Linked DNA regions of Mus musculus: region 2 is linked to region 1. Evidence: chromatin contacts called from public HiChIP or PLAC-seq data. All regions are on one chromosome and are shown on one strand. The core of a region is the stretch at or near the end of the contact, and the rest is flanking DNA. Distances in the headings are between cores, read along the strand shown.

Region 1 (5,838 bases), core at 3,329-5,828:
GTATTGGAATGCCCATTTCTTCTTCCAGGTTTAGAAACTTGTCTGTCATCATTTCATTGATTGGATTCTTTTTGCCTTTGGTTTTATCTCTGCTCTTTGGATTGATAGTATCCCAGGTTTCTTGGATAGTGCCGACATGTTTTTCTTTTTTTATAGACGTTTGAGTATAGTACTTCATTCGCCATGCCCTGTTTTTATTTGCATCGAGTCCTTGGAAATTGGAGACTGTCTGATAACTGCTCTCGGGGATGGTAGTTGAACTTATGAACTCACTGCATTCCTATGGTTTATGGTGCTTTTGGTTGAGTCTGTTTTGAACAAGTGTCTGATGTGCCCCAGAACTGTCTTCTCTTTACATGTTTATCTTCTTACCTTCTGTGTGAGCCAGGAGCCTATGCTGGATACATTTAGCTTTGCAGTCTTGCCTGGGCAAGTTCCCTTCTCCTCCCAAGACTCCCTAGATGGTACTGGGGTGATATGGCTAGTACCTCTAATGGGGTTAGTGATGGAGTGGGGATGCCTATCAAATACATTGCAAGTGTGGTATGCACAGAGGACCTGCCTTCTTACTTTTAAGATCTCCTGAATACTAATCATCTGATGGGAGGAGGATGCTGTAATGTTAAGTCAGGTATTGGGACTTTGGGGGTTGAGCGCTCTACAAGAGATAGCTGGCTCCAGAGGTTGATTCAAGCTTAGGAATATCAAAGTCCTGAGTGGATGAGACCTGCTCCCAGTCATCAAGATGGGGCTGTCATTTCCTACACACTTCATCGCCTGGGCTGAGCATCCTGCTGCACATACATTTTGGCTTTCAGTTTGGAAGCCAGCCAGATCTGCAACACTGGCTCCCAAGGCTGTTTCTCACCTTGGGGCTCAGGGATTTCAATTGATGCTCCCTGATTCATAGTTGTTCCCTGTTCTAAGATCCCAGTGCAGGTCAGTTTTGAACAAATAGGGACCCTTTCAGAATGGTGACTGGCCACTGCCCTCTGAGTCATATTGGGTGACAAAATGGGATTCTTCTGTGCTGCTCACCTGTCCGACAGAGGAATCACTGTCTCAGCAAGACTTGAAGCTGTACTTGAGACTTTAGAGGGCTGCAGGCTGGCTTTGTGAGGTTTCTGGTTTCCCCTCTAGATAAAGCTTCTGCTTCCCCTCTTCCCGCCAACAACCCCCTTCTGACTTCTAAAATGCAGCAGGCTTCTTTTTTCCTGTTCTCTGTAGCCCTCTAGCTCCTTGATATTTTCTCTTTCCTTGTGCAGTCTGGTGTATGAGAGGAGTTGTTCAGTGCTGTCTTCCTAGCCATACTGGCTGATGTTGTGTGCCAACTTAACATAAGCTAGAGTCATCAGAGGGGAAGGCGCCTCAGTTGAGGAAATGCCTCCACAAGATCCAGCTATAAGACATTTTCTCAATTAGTGATCAATGGGGAGGGCCCAGCCCACTGTTGGTGGTGTCATCCTTGGCCTGGTGGTCCTGGGTTCAATAAGAAAGCAGACTGAGCAAGCCATGTGAAGCAAGCTGAAAGCAGCACAGCTCCATGGTCTCTGCATCAGCTCTTGCTTCCAGGTTCCAGCCCCACTTGAGTTCCTGTCCTGACTTCCTCCAATGATGGGCCATGATCTGGAAGTGTAATTTAATAAACCCTCCCCCCACAACCCCCAACTTGCTTTTCAGTCATGATGTTTCATCCCAGTAATAGAAACCATAACTAAGACACTAATGTTCTGCTTCTTCTACTCTGTGACCTTAACACCCTGCCTGATTGCCAGTCGCCGAGCTGGAATCAGCACAGCCATCTGCTTTTTCCAGTCTGCTTCTGGACGGCCAAGAAATTCCCTGCATTATTTATAGCATAGCTTCAGCTGGCTGGCTGGCTCACCTGTATCTCACAGTGGCTATGCCAGATACTTCTGGTCTCCCACTAGGACCTCACTCCCACTAGTATCCGCATAATTGAGGCTTTGTTTTTGTTTTCCCAGGAAAAGTAGAGGGTCTGATGTCTGAACCTGTTATTAGGAGCTCCCTGCTCACCCCACATTGGCCATCCTCTCCCACCATCTCAGAGGATGCCCCAAGTTTTCCAAGATCATCCCTCCATCTATGGGTATGATAGAGTATTTTCATCCACATTGAAAGATCGGAGGATCTTTAATTTTCTCTTAATTACTCCTCTTCTGAAAGGATGCTCATATTTTTTTGAATTTTTTCTACTTTACGTGTATGGATGTTTTGTCTGATATATGTCCATGTGCCACGTACACATTTGGTGCAAAACGAAGCTGTTGATCTCTTGGACCTCCAGTTACAGACAGTTCTGAGCTGCCATGTGGGTGCCAGGAATTAACTGAACCAGGTCCTCTGGAAGAGCAGCCAGTGCTCTTAACCACTGAGCCATCTCTCCAGCTCCACAACGCCTCAATTTAAAATACTGTCTTCCTAAAGACTACGGATCTCTATTTTGTTCTTTTATTTCTACCTTCTTCAAAAAGTTATCTATACCTATACAAAAATTGCAAATTTCCATTAACTGTGAAGATATTTGTCTTCTATAACTCTTAAGAGACTTGCATTCAAATAATGTTCATAGTGACCTCCTAGCAATCCAAACATCCTGTTTTCCCCTCCCCCCTCTGTCTCTTTGTCTCTCTCCCTCCCTTCCCCCCACCCCCAACTGGACAGTGAAGCCAGTCACTTGCATATAAGACAAGTGCTGTACCACAGAACCATGCCCCCAGCAGGACTTTTGTATTTATTTTTTAACAATCCTTTCTTACTTGACTCTTCAGTGGATTGAATAGTTTTCATTCAAGCTACTTAGAGTTTAGCTCCTTTCTGGGGCCATGAAATCATTCTCTTGGATTTTTTCCTCCTTTCTTCACATTTTTTGGGTCATTTTCTTGATACGGTCATTTAGCTTTTTCTTAAATATTCACTTTGTCTACTATCTCTCAACTTATATAATATGCTTGTTTGCCTTTTCTAGCTCTGATAGGAGGGCTTTGGGGAAGAGATTCCATTTAGGATGAACTGTTCTAAAGTCTCTCTCTCTCTGCACATTGTCTAGTTGTGAGTCTCTATGTTAGTTCCCATCTGCTGCAAGAAGCTTCTCGATGTGGGTTGAGCTAGACACTGACACATGGGCATAGGAATGTGTCATCAGGAGTAATTTTCTTGCTAAGTTCCTTTACTAGAATAACAGTAGTAGGTGTTCCTTGAAGCCCATGACTTATCCAGTCTCAGGTTCTTGCCCACTTCAGCAATGTCAGGTTTGTCATCTCATGGAATTGGTTAAAAAAAATCCAATTAGAAAGTGGTTGGTTATTCCTATAACATCTGTACCTCTATTGTACCAGGATATCTTGCAGGCAGGTCACTGTTGTGGTCCCTGGGACTGCAGCTGGGAGATATTTATGATTGCTGTTCTTCTTCAGTAGCATGCAGAAAACCTTCCAGCACTAGAGACACTAATTAGCAGGCCTGATGCTTCTACTCGGGTACCAGCTAAACTCCTCTGTGTTCTCTAGCATGTAGAAATGTTGTCTTCAACAAGGGTCTTTATTGTCAGGTGTAAAGGATAACCGGTAGCCTTGACAATAGCCTGTGATGTGTGGCTGTTTCCTTAGGGCCCCCTTGGACAACCATTCAACAAGTTGCAGTCCATTCCTGGCACTGGGAGTTTGACTTGGTGGCATAAAATGTCTACTTGGTGCATTGTCTCTCCTATTATCTGGTGACTCCATTTAGACCCCTTTCATATATGCATAGATTTTAGGAAGCTTCTACAGTGGTAGGCAGGCCATGGGAAGAACAGATGGAAACACCCATCTTATTTCTTTGAGACAGGAGCTTGCTGAGTCATCAGCCCCTCAGATCAACCTGTCTCCAGCTCTCCAGAGCTCCTATTACAAGGGGATCACTGTGTCTAGATTTTTTTTTAAGGTGAGTTCTAGGCATGGAGCACCTTAAGCACCTCATAGAATGAATGACTTCCCCATCTTTCTGAGTAGTAATTTAAACAATATTCTGAAATCATATGTGGAGTAAAATTGGCCCTGACTTACAATGGAGAAAAACACTGTCTGATGAAAACATGGCTGAGGGCACAAAGTTTAATAGTTGCTTCAAACTATCAGACATCATCATCATTATCATTATTATTTTCTCTCTTCCTCCTCTTCTATTTTTTCCTCCTCTTCTTCCTCCTTCTCCTTCTTCTCTCCTTTTCAAAGACACAGTCTCACTACATAGTCTTAGCTTAGCTGGTCTAGAACTTACTTTGTAGACCAGATTATCCTCCAGTTCATAGAGATTCACCTGACTCTGCCTCCCGAGTGCTCAGATGAATAGGGTCTGCAGCACCACGTCCAGCCTAGATATTTCATTTCTCACTTATATAAAGTTTTAAACTCGCCATGGCTTCTGCTAAGATCCAGAGGAGAAAAGCCATGTTTTGTGCTTGTTTGTTTTTAAAGAGGAGGAAGGAGAAGAGAATGAGGTCACCAACAGTGGACAGGGAATGCCGGGTAGCCAGCACTTGTAGTGAGCTTGGCTGGTGTGAGCTTGCTTGCCAGGGAAACAGAGATCTATGAATCATCAAAAGGCTGTGAGCAATGTCTGCAACTCCTTCTGTGTGTGGCTCCACCTTAAAATCCAAACAAACATTCGCAAGTTACAAATTATTTTGATGAGTAACTCATATTCTAGCTGAATTAAAGAAAAAAAAACATACATTTTAACTTTTTTTTCCAATTCGTTGGATTAAAGTTCAACTAACTCCTAATAGAAATGATTCAGTTTTCATAGTTCACAAAAGGGATCATATAATTCATCAAGTATAATTTCCCCTTGTTATGATGAATTCTAGAGACACCAAGTACTGTAGCATTTACAGGACACTGAGACCCCAGAGTTAGAGGGCTCTTGACTCTCTTGGTTCAGACAGTGGCCATATACAATCAGTTCTCACATCTTACACAGGTAAGGAACACTGGGAGGGCGAAGTACCTGGTAAAATGTAGATTCTGAGCCTAACAAGGTGTAAAAGTTGGTGAAGCTGTTTACCACCAACTCTGACAGCTTGAGTTGGATCCCTAGAATCCGTGAGGAGAGAGCACCATTTCCTGCAAGCTATCTTCTGACCACCACACACACATCATAGCATGCACATGTCCTACTCCTTTGGGGCAATGGGCTGCACACAGACAGCCTGGTCTCCAGTCGAGCATAGGTCTTGAACCCCAGTGGGACCCAGTGGGTGGTGATTTCCACCTACATGGGACAGAAGGTGTTTGATCATGTCTCCTGGACCCCTGGTTCCTGTCGAAGTTACTGCCTCCCCCCCCCCCCCCCCCCCACACACACAAGAGATGTGTGGCTATCAGTCATGTAGGAGCAGCACCAAGCTTTCCCACATGCAAATAAGGTTCCTCCCAAACTCTCAGTCCAAGTCAATGAGGGGTACCTGCTGTCAAACCCTGAATCACCCCCAGAACTGTATATAAATCCTATCCAGTGAGTTAAAGGTGCTAGAGAACTTCTCCTTCATCTGAGTCTTTTGTTCCAAGAGCCATATGTAACACTTGGGAAGAGATCTTCTCTGAAGAGCCACCCGAGGTCCGGGCCGCACTCCTCACTGGAGTGTCAGCTTCTCATCTGCCCAGCCAGACCTGACTCAGTTCAGAGCGGCTCGGAGTTAAGGAGTGATCTGGAAGGCACAGCAGAGACTTTGTCTCCTGTCTGCACTCGATTCCCTTCACTGGAACCCTTGTGCCAGGCCTGGACAGAGGTCTCCGTGGAAAAACCTCTGGTACTCAGGCCCACATACTCCCAAAT
Region 2 (5,663 bases), core at 1,019-3,518, 830 kb after region 1:
ACAATGGGGATTCTTCAGTCTCCCAAAGGGTTGTGATTCCTGGTTTCCTGTCATCCCGAGTGTCAGGGTGACCAAGAGCAAGGCTGAGTGGAACTGCTTGCGTATGCTGATGCAGGCCTGGTTCTTATGGTCTGGTCTCTATTACTTACTAGGAATTAGACACCAAACAGTACGATAACTTCTGTGAGTCTTAATATCTTTAGTTGTAAATATCTTACTTGGAAGGCTGTTGTTAAAACCAAGAAGGACCATTGTGTAAAACTCTGAAATTTCTCAAAGATCACATAAATCTTAGTAAATATAACTGTGACAGTTTCCCAACCAAAACACTGCTGCCACTCCTGTGACTTTAGTTAATAAGTGAATACATGGATACATGTGCTAGATTAGTGGCAAGTATATACACTACCAATCATAGTTAGACTCCTATATAATTTACTGATAGATACTAAAACACAACAAAATTATCCTTAGCCATGCTTAAAAGAAGCAGGCTATTTATTGTTCGAAATTGTGGTCAATAGAATATGATAAAAATAAACCTGATTTCCTGTCAAGATAAAAACAAACCCCACAGAACACTGTGTTCCTACATCAGCGTGTGTTCACACCGAGATCCCTGTACGCAGTACTGGTTGTCTCTAAGTCTTCCTCAGCATTAATGATAGTGCAGTTTTTAATGTTAGCACCTAAAACCTCATTTCCATATAACAAAGTACATCGGTACCAAATGTTTCCTCTTTCCTTAACTCTCCATGAAAGTTTTTGGTTTCCCGCTAAAAAGTGACATTGAGAAATTCCTTTATAGCTTTCTTGTCTTGGTTTGTTTTATTTTAGTAGGAATGATATAGTTTAAGGTAGGGAGATCGCACAGCAGGTAAGAGAGCTTAGCTATACAAGTATTGAGGACTAAGTTCAGATTGCCAGAACCGTGTAAAAAGCTAACTATGCTCACACATGAACACCTGTCACCTCAGAGTCTATATGGCTGTCGGGTGTCATTAGGGCTTGCTGGCCCAGCCTAGCTCCAGGTCCATTGGGAGACCCCGCCTCGAGGGAATAAGGCAGAACATCACAGAGCAGAGCACCAGATATCCGTCCCTGGTTGTGCTCATGTAACTTCGCATGCACATGAGCATACACACACACACACACACACACACACACACACACACACACTCAAAATGGAATGATAAACTTGGACCAATGTAGTCAACTGGGCTGATAAAGCTCCTTGTGATGTGTTTGGGGAGGGTGTGAAGGCATGCGTGTGTGCACACGCCTGCATGGGCTTGTGGGAGGCTAATCTCAGGTGTCCTTACTCAGTTGCTGCACACCTTCAGACAGGTCTTTCCATTGGCTTCAGTCAGTACAGCCTCCTCAATTCTGGGATCACTAGCATGTACTGCCACACCCGCCACACCCGTGATTTTCTGTAGGCTCTGGGGATCGAACTCAAGACCTCCCGCTTCCAAGGCAAATGTTATACTGACTGAGCCATCTCTCCAGCTTATTTTTCCCTTCCTTTTCCTCTTGCCTCTTTCTTTTCCTTCCTTCCCTCACCCCTCTATACCATCCTGCCCCCTTTCTTACTTTTTCCCTAGATACTGAGGTTTGAATTTGGAGCCTTGTTCATGCCAGACAAGCGCTGAATTAACTGAGCGATGTGCCCAGCACCAGGAAGCTTCTCTGATTCCGGAATCTCTAATGAAGTATTACTATGTTTCATTTCTAATAACCCAAGCTGAGAAAACCACAAATGAAAAAAAAGAGAGAGCTTGATTATTATCTTTTTTCTCAGCTGTCTAACAATCTGGCAATGAAAACCTCATTTGACGGAGAAAGGCTTCCTATCTGCAAACAGATCAGACTTGGGAAACACTGCAACAGACAACCCAGCCCCCACCCCATGCTTTGTGTAGGTCAAAAATTACGTTAACTGTTAGCTGGTTTGCACGATTCTCAAGACTCTCTTTTAGGCTGGCTGCTACATGAGAAAATACGGTGTGTTGTTGAGTTCTCCATTTTGATATACTCAAAGCTGGTAAGTAGAAAACACAAGCTTCCTACTTCCCACAAATCCATTCTGGGAGCTGAATAATTTATTACCCTCTCAGGAAAAAGGACCCTGCTGTCAGGGTTCCAGCTTCTACTTTCTGCTCCCTCCCATGATCCTCCTCTCTTCTTCATCTCCTGGGGAGCTGCAACAGAGGACGCTGCTTTCTTGGCATGCTCTTGTTTATTTGTGGGCGTGTGGACTGGTATCTAGGAAACTTTCCAAGGAGCACAGTCATGCACGGTATGGAAACCACATGCATACACCACACCCTGCTCCCCGCACAGCAGCGTCTCTGGAGAAGTTTCTGTTGACTAAATCTCTTCTGTATCTCCTGGCTGTCCTCTAGATGTGGTCCCGATTGCTTTTTGTTGTTCGTGGTGTTTGTGTTGATTTTTACATACTTTTCTGTTTATAAAGTAACACGTGAAATATCTATGTCTATCTCACCATCCTGTCCAGTAGGGTAGCGTCTGGTCACATGCGATTATTTAAATTTAAATTAATTAAAATGAACTTAAACTAACAAAAACTCAGTTACATGCTCAAACACAGTAAGGGTAGAGCGTGTCGGACTGGACTGGAAAGCCCAGAGAACGGCTTCTGCCCAGGGGAGGAGCCACACTGTAGAGCAGGCTAACTTACCTTCTCTCCATAGTTCTACTGTATCATACAGGGTCCTTTGCTCTTACTATAAGTGCTCCATTGTGTTCTACTGCTTGGATGGTCCTTAATTCACTTATCTACGGATAAATATATAGATTGCTTCTATTTTCCCTGTTTTGAAAACAATTTGACTCTTTTTTTTGCATATTTGCCTTCGTATACTTATCTAAATGTTGAAAATTGGAATTGGTCTACATTGTCCAATTTTGGTTCATATTTCCAAGCTACCCTTTAGCAACTGTATCAAATGACTGTAATTCCTTTGGCCTGCTGTGAGTCACTGAACTTTGCCATTTAAACTAGAGCCATTAGAATACTTACCCTGTCCCTTACTGGGTAATCACGAGATACAAGTAATATAAACATACTAATACTTTAAAAATAAAACATCAAGGCCATGTATGGTATTTATATTAATTTGTATGATAGTTGTAAGGACAGGGGTGGGAACCACGAATATGTTGTTATCTAGTTTAACACAAAAGAAAGAATAGTTGTGGAGATCGGGGTAAGATTGCGGCCCAGGAGATTTCCTTATGGGGTAGAGCCTGTGGCTCCAGAATCATTGTGATTGTAGGCATAGGCATTTGCTAATAGGAAGGCAGAACTCTCCAAGGACACTGAGAGAAGTGAGGTGACTTTGGTTTTGGTGTTAGAATGGAGAGAATGAGATGACAGACCATCCAACTATTCTGTTCTTTCTATACACAACACAAGACTCCAGAGACATGAAATGAACTAGTGGGGCTCATTCCTAGCAGGTGGTGGAACCCAATACCCCGACTTCTTACTGTCTAGTCGGGGTCTCCTTTAGGGTCCCCCTCCCACCACCCCACCCCCATTTTGAAGGGTACAGTCAGGAGATGATTTTACTGTCTTGAACGTGAAAGTCATGCTGGTGTTGGGTAACTGACATTTACTTAGTCTATTCTTGAAACGAATACTTAATGAAGGCTAGCGAGGCACGTGGAAGTCGGACCTCACAATGCTGCTTACCAGTCACTTGAAACGGCAGCAGGAATCCTAGAACTGTCCATGCTGACTCTGGGGCCAAACGACAAATCGCATCTGCTCCTTACAAATGGCAGCCACGCCATGTCACCTTCCTTAGGAAGACGCTCTGTTTTTAGTTCACCTCGAATTTTAGTTCCCTTTAAAAATAGGAAATCAAATGACTAGGCAGCCTTAAGTTATGCAGGAGATTAGGAGTAGCCTGTAAAACCAGCCAGATGTCCAGGACCTCCAGGCTCTGTCTGAAATGGCCTCAGAATCCCTTCCAGGGAGGCTGTAACTGCTAGACTTCTTCATGGTCCCTCTTTTCATTGGAATGTTCAACTTTAAAATTACTTTCTATTTGTTCTGTAAGAATTTCACATATACACATAACATATTTGATATTTTCATTTCCTACTCTTCCCTTTACCTCCCTCCAGATAGATCTGTCCTCACTCCTCCCCCCACCCCAGCTTGTGTCTTTTTTTTTTTAAATAACTTTGGTCTAATTTGTGCTGCTCATATACTCATGCATGTGGGGCCTTCCACTGATGTGTGGTTGACCAGTCAGGCACCATAGCCTTAAAGAAAACTGAGTCTCTTACCCACAGAAGCCCTCATCTGTCAACAGTACCTCAGCTAGAGGTGGGGACCACACTCTGTACATCTCCAGGGGTTGACTTAACTGGAGGGGCAAAGGATGAAGAAATCACAAACACACAGACACGTAGGCAGAGAAAACCTGGGATGGGGTGGTCTGCGCTCTCTGATGGAGAAGCTGCAGCATCATGGGGGCTCAGCATGATTATTTATATAAGGGAGGCAGGCATTAAGTAGAGAGGCAGGGTGATTGCACATGGCTGAATAAGGAGGCAAGTTTGGCTAATCTTGGTAGGAACAGTTTCTGTAGTAGAGCAGTCGTAGGTCATAATCATGGGAGTGGGGAAGCTACAGGTGGGCATTGTCTGTATATATTATCAACAACCACACTGAGACCAGAGGGATGTTCTGCTATCTGGCTGAGCCTTGCCCAGGGAAGGCTTCGACACTTCCAAGGTTCCTTTGAGGCTCCTTGACACGGCTGTGGCCACGTCAACAATGTCAGATGGGGGACTGTGAGTCCTCCCGACTCTGTGCTGGACTGGCTTGATCTTGTGCAGGTCTTATGCAGGCAGTCTTTGCTACAGTGAGTTCATGAGTGCAACAGTCTGGTCATGTTCCGAAGACATGATTTCACTGCAGTCTTCCTTGACCGCTGGCTCTTTTCTACGTCCTTTCCACGGTTGGTCCCTGAGCCTTGAGGGAAGTTGGAGTATGATACAGATGTCCCACATGTGACTGAGCATGACACAGACATCTGTTCTTTACACCTTTACTAGCCGTGAATTGTTTTACAGGTCCACTAGCTGCTAGAAATTGATCTTCCAATCTCATTTATTCATTTATTTAGCATCCATATGTCCTAAATTATAGCTGAGCTCTTAACCCCGGAGCTGTCAGAACCCCTCCAGGGAATCCTGTGCTGAAATCAAAGAGAGAGTGCCTGGCTTTTGCAGGAAACCAAAGGCCTCTGAGGTTTCTGGATGGAGAGCAGCTTCTATGACTCCTGCTGAGGAAGGCTTTGCATGCACAGCAGTACTTGGTCTTAAACTTGCTAATATTTTCAACTATAAAGCAGTAGAAAACGAGGTAACAGAATGCTTTGTTCCACCAGACCAAGGTGAAAATATGTCACCGTGGAATATTAATTTTTATATAAAATTAAAAAGTTAAAAAAATTTGGGGGCATTTAATTTGATAAATTGCTCATTATTTCAGATTTATCTTTTTTAAATATCTTTTCAGTTTTAGAAACACATACTTAGAGTTGGTTTGATGGCTCAGTGAGCAAAGACAGTGACTGCCAAGCCTGATGTGGGAGAAGGAGAGAGGGTTTCCACAGGGTTTC

Evidence for each region. HiChIP or PLAC-seq counts read pairs in DNA pulled down with a chosen protein or histone mark.
Region 2: a contact with region 1 is called in an H3K27ac HiChIP or PLAC-seq map of the NIH/3T3 cell line, with 5 times the contacts expected there. The contact joins two enhancer-like sites. A contact is called at or near these places in 1 of 484 Hi-C or Micro-C datasets (ganglionic eminence), 4 of 115 datasets of contacts at active chromatin or transcription factors (the NIH/3T3 cell line, bone marrow-derived macrophages, embryonic stem cells and 1 more) and 1 of 9 other capture datasets (embryonic stem cells).

Annotation. Positions count from the first base shown.
Region 1 is chr12:51,984,208-51,990,045 of GRCm38.p6, forward strand. It overlaps a transcript of Dtd2 not described here. Among named protein-coding and RNA genes, the nearest start is that of Heatr5a, 16 kb to the left of the region's middle. Within about 2 kb of position 4,579, at least 40 of the 459 cell types and tissues checked have an H3K27ac peak or open chromatin away from gene starts, as enhancers often do. A contact at or near this core is called in the NIH/3T3 cell line, where this site is marked.
Region 2 is chr12:52,816,548-52,822,210 of GRCm38.p6, forward strand. The region is part of intron 2 of Akap6 (A kinase (PRKA) anchor protein 6); the gene reads left to right. It overlaps Gm51971 (a long non-coding RNA gene), which reads left to right. Exons shown (of 2, transcript XR_003950181.1): 1 at 1-2,044. Among named protein-coding and RNA genes, the nearest start is that of Gm51971, 21 kb to the left of the region's middle. Within about 2 kb of position 2,269, at least 106 of the 459 cell types and tissues checked have an H3K27ac peak or open chromatin away from gene starts, as enhancers often do. A contact at or near this core is called in the NIH/3T3 cell line, where this site is marked.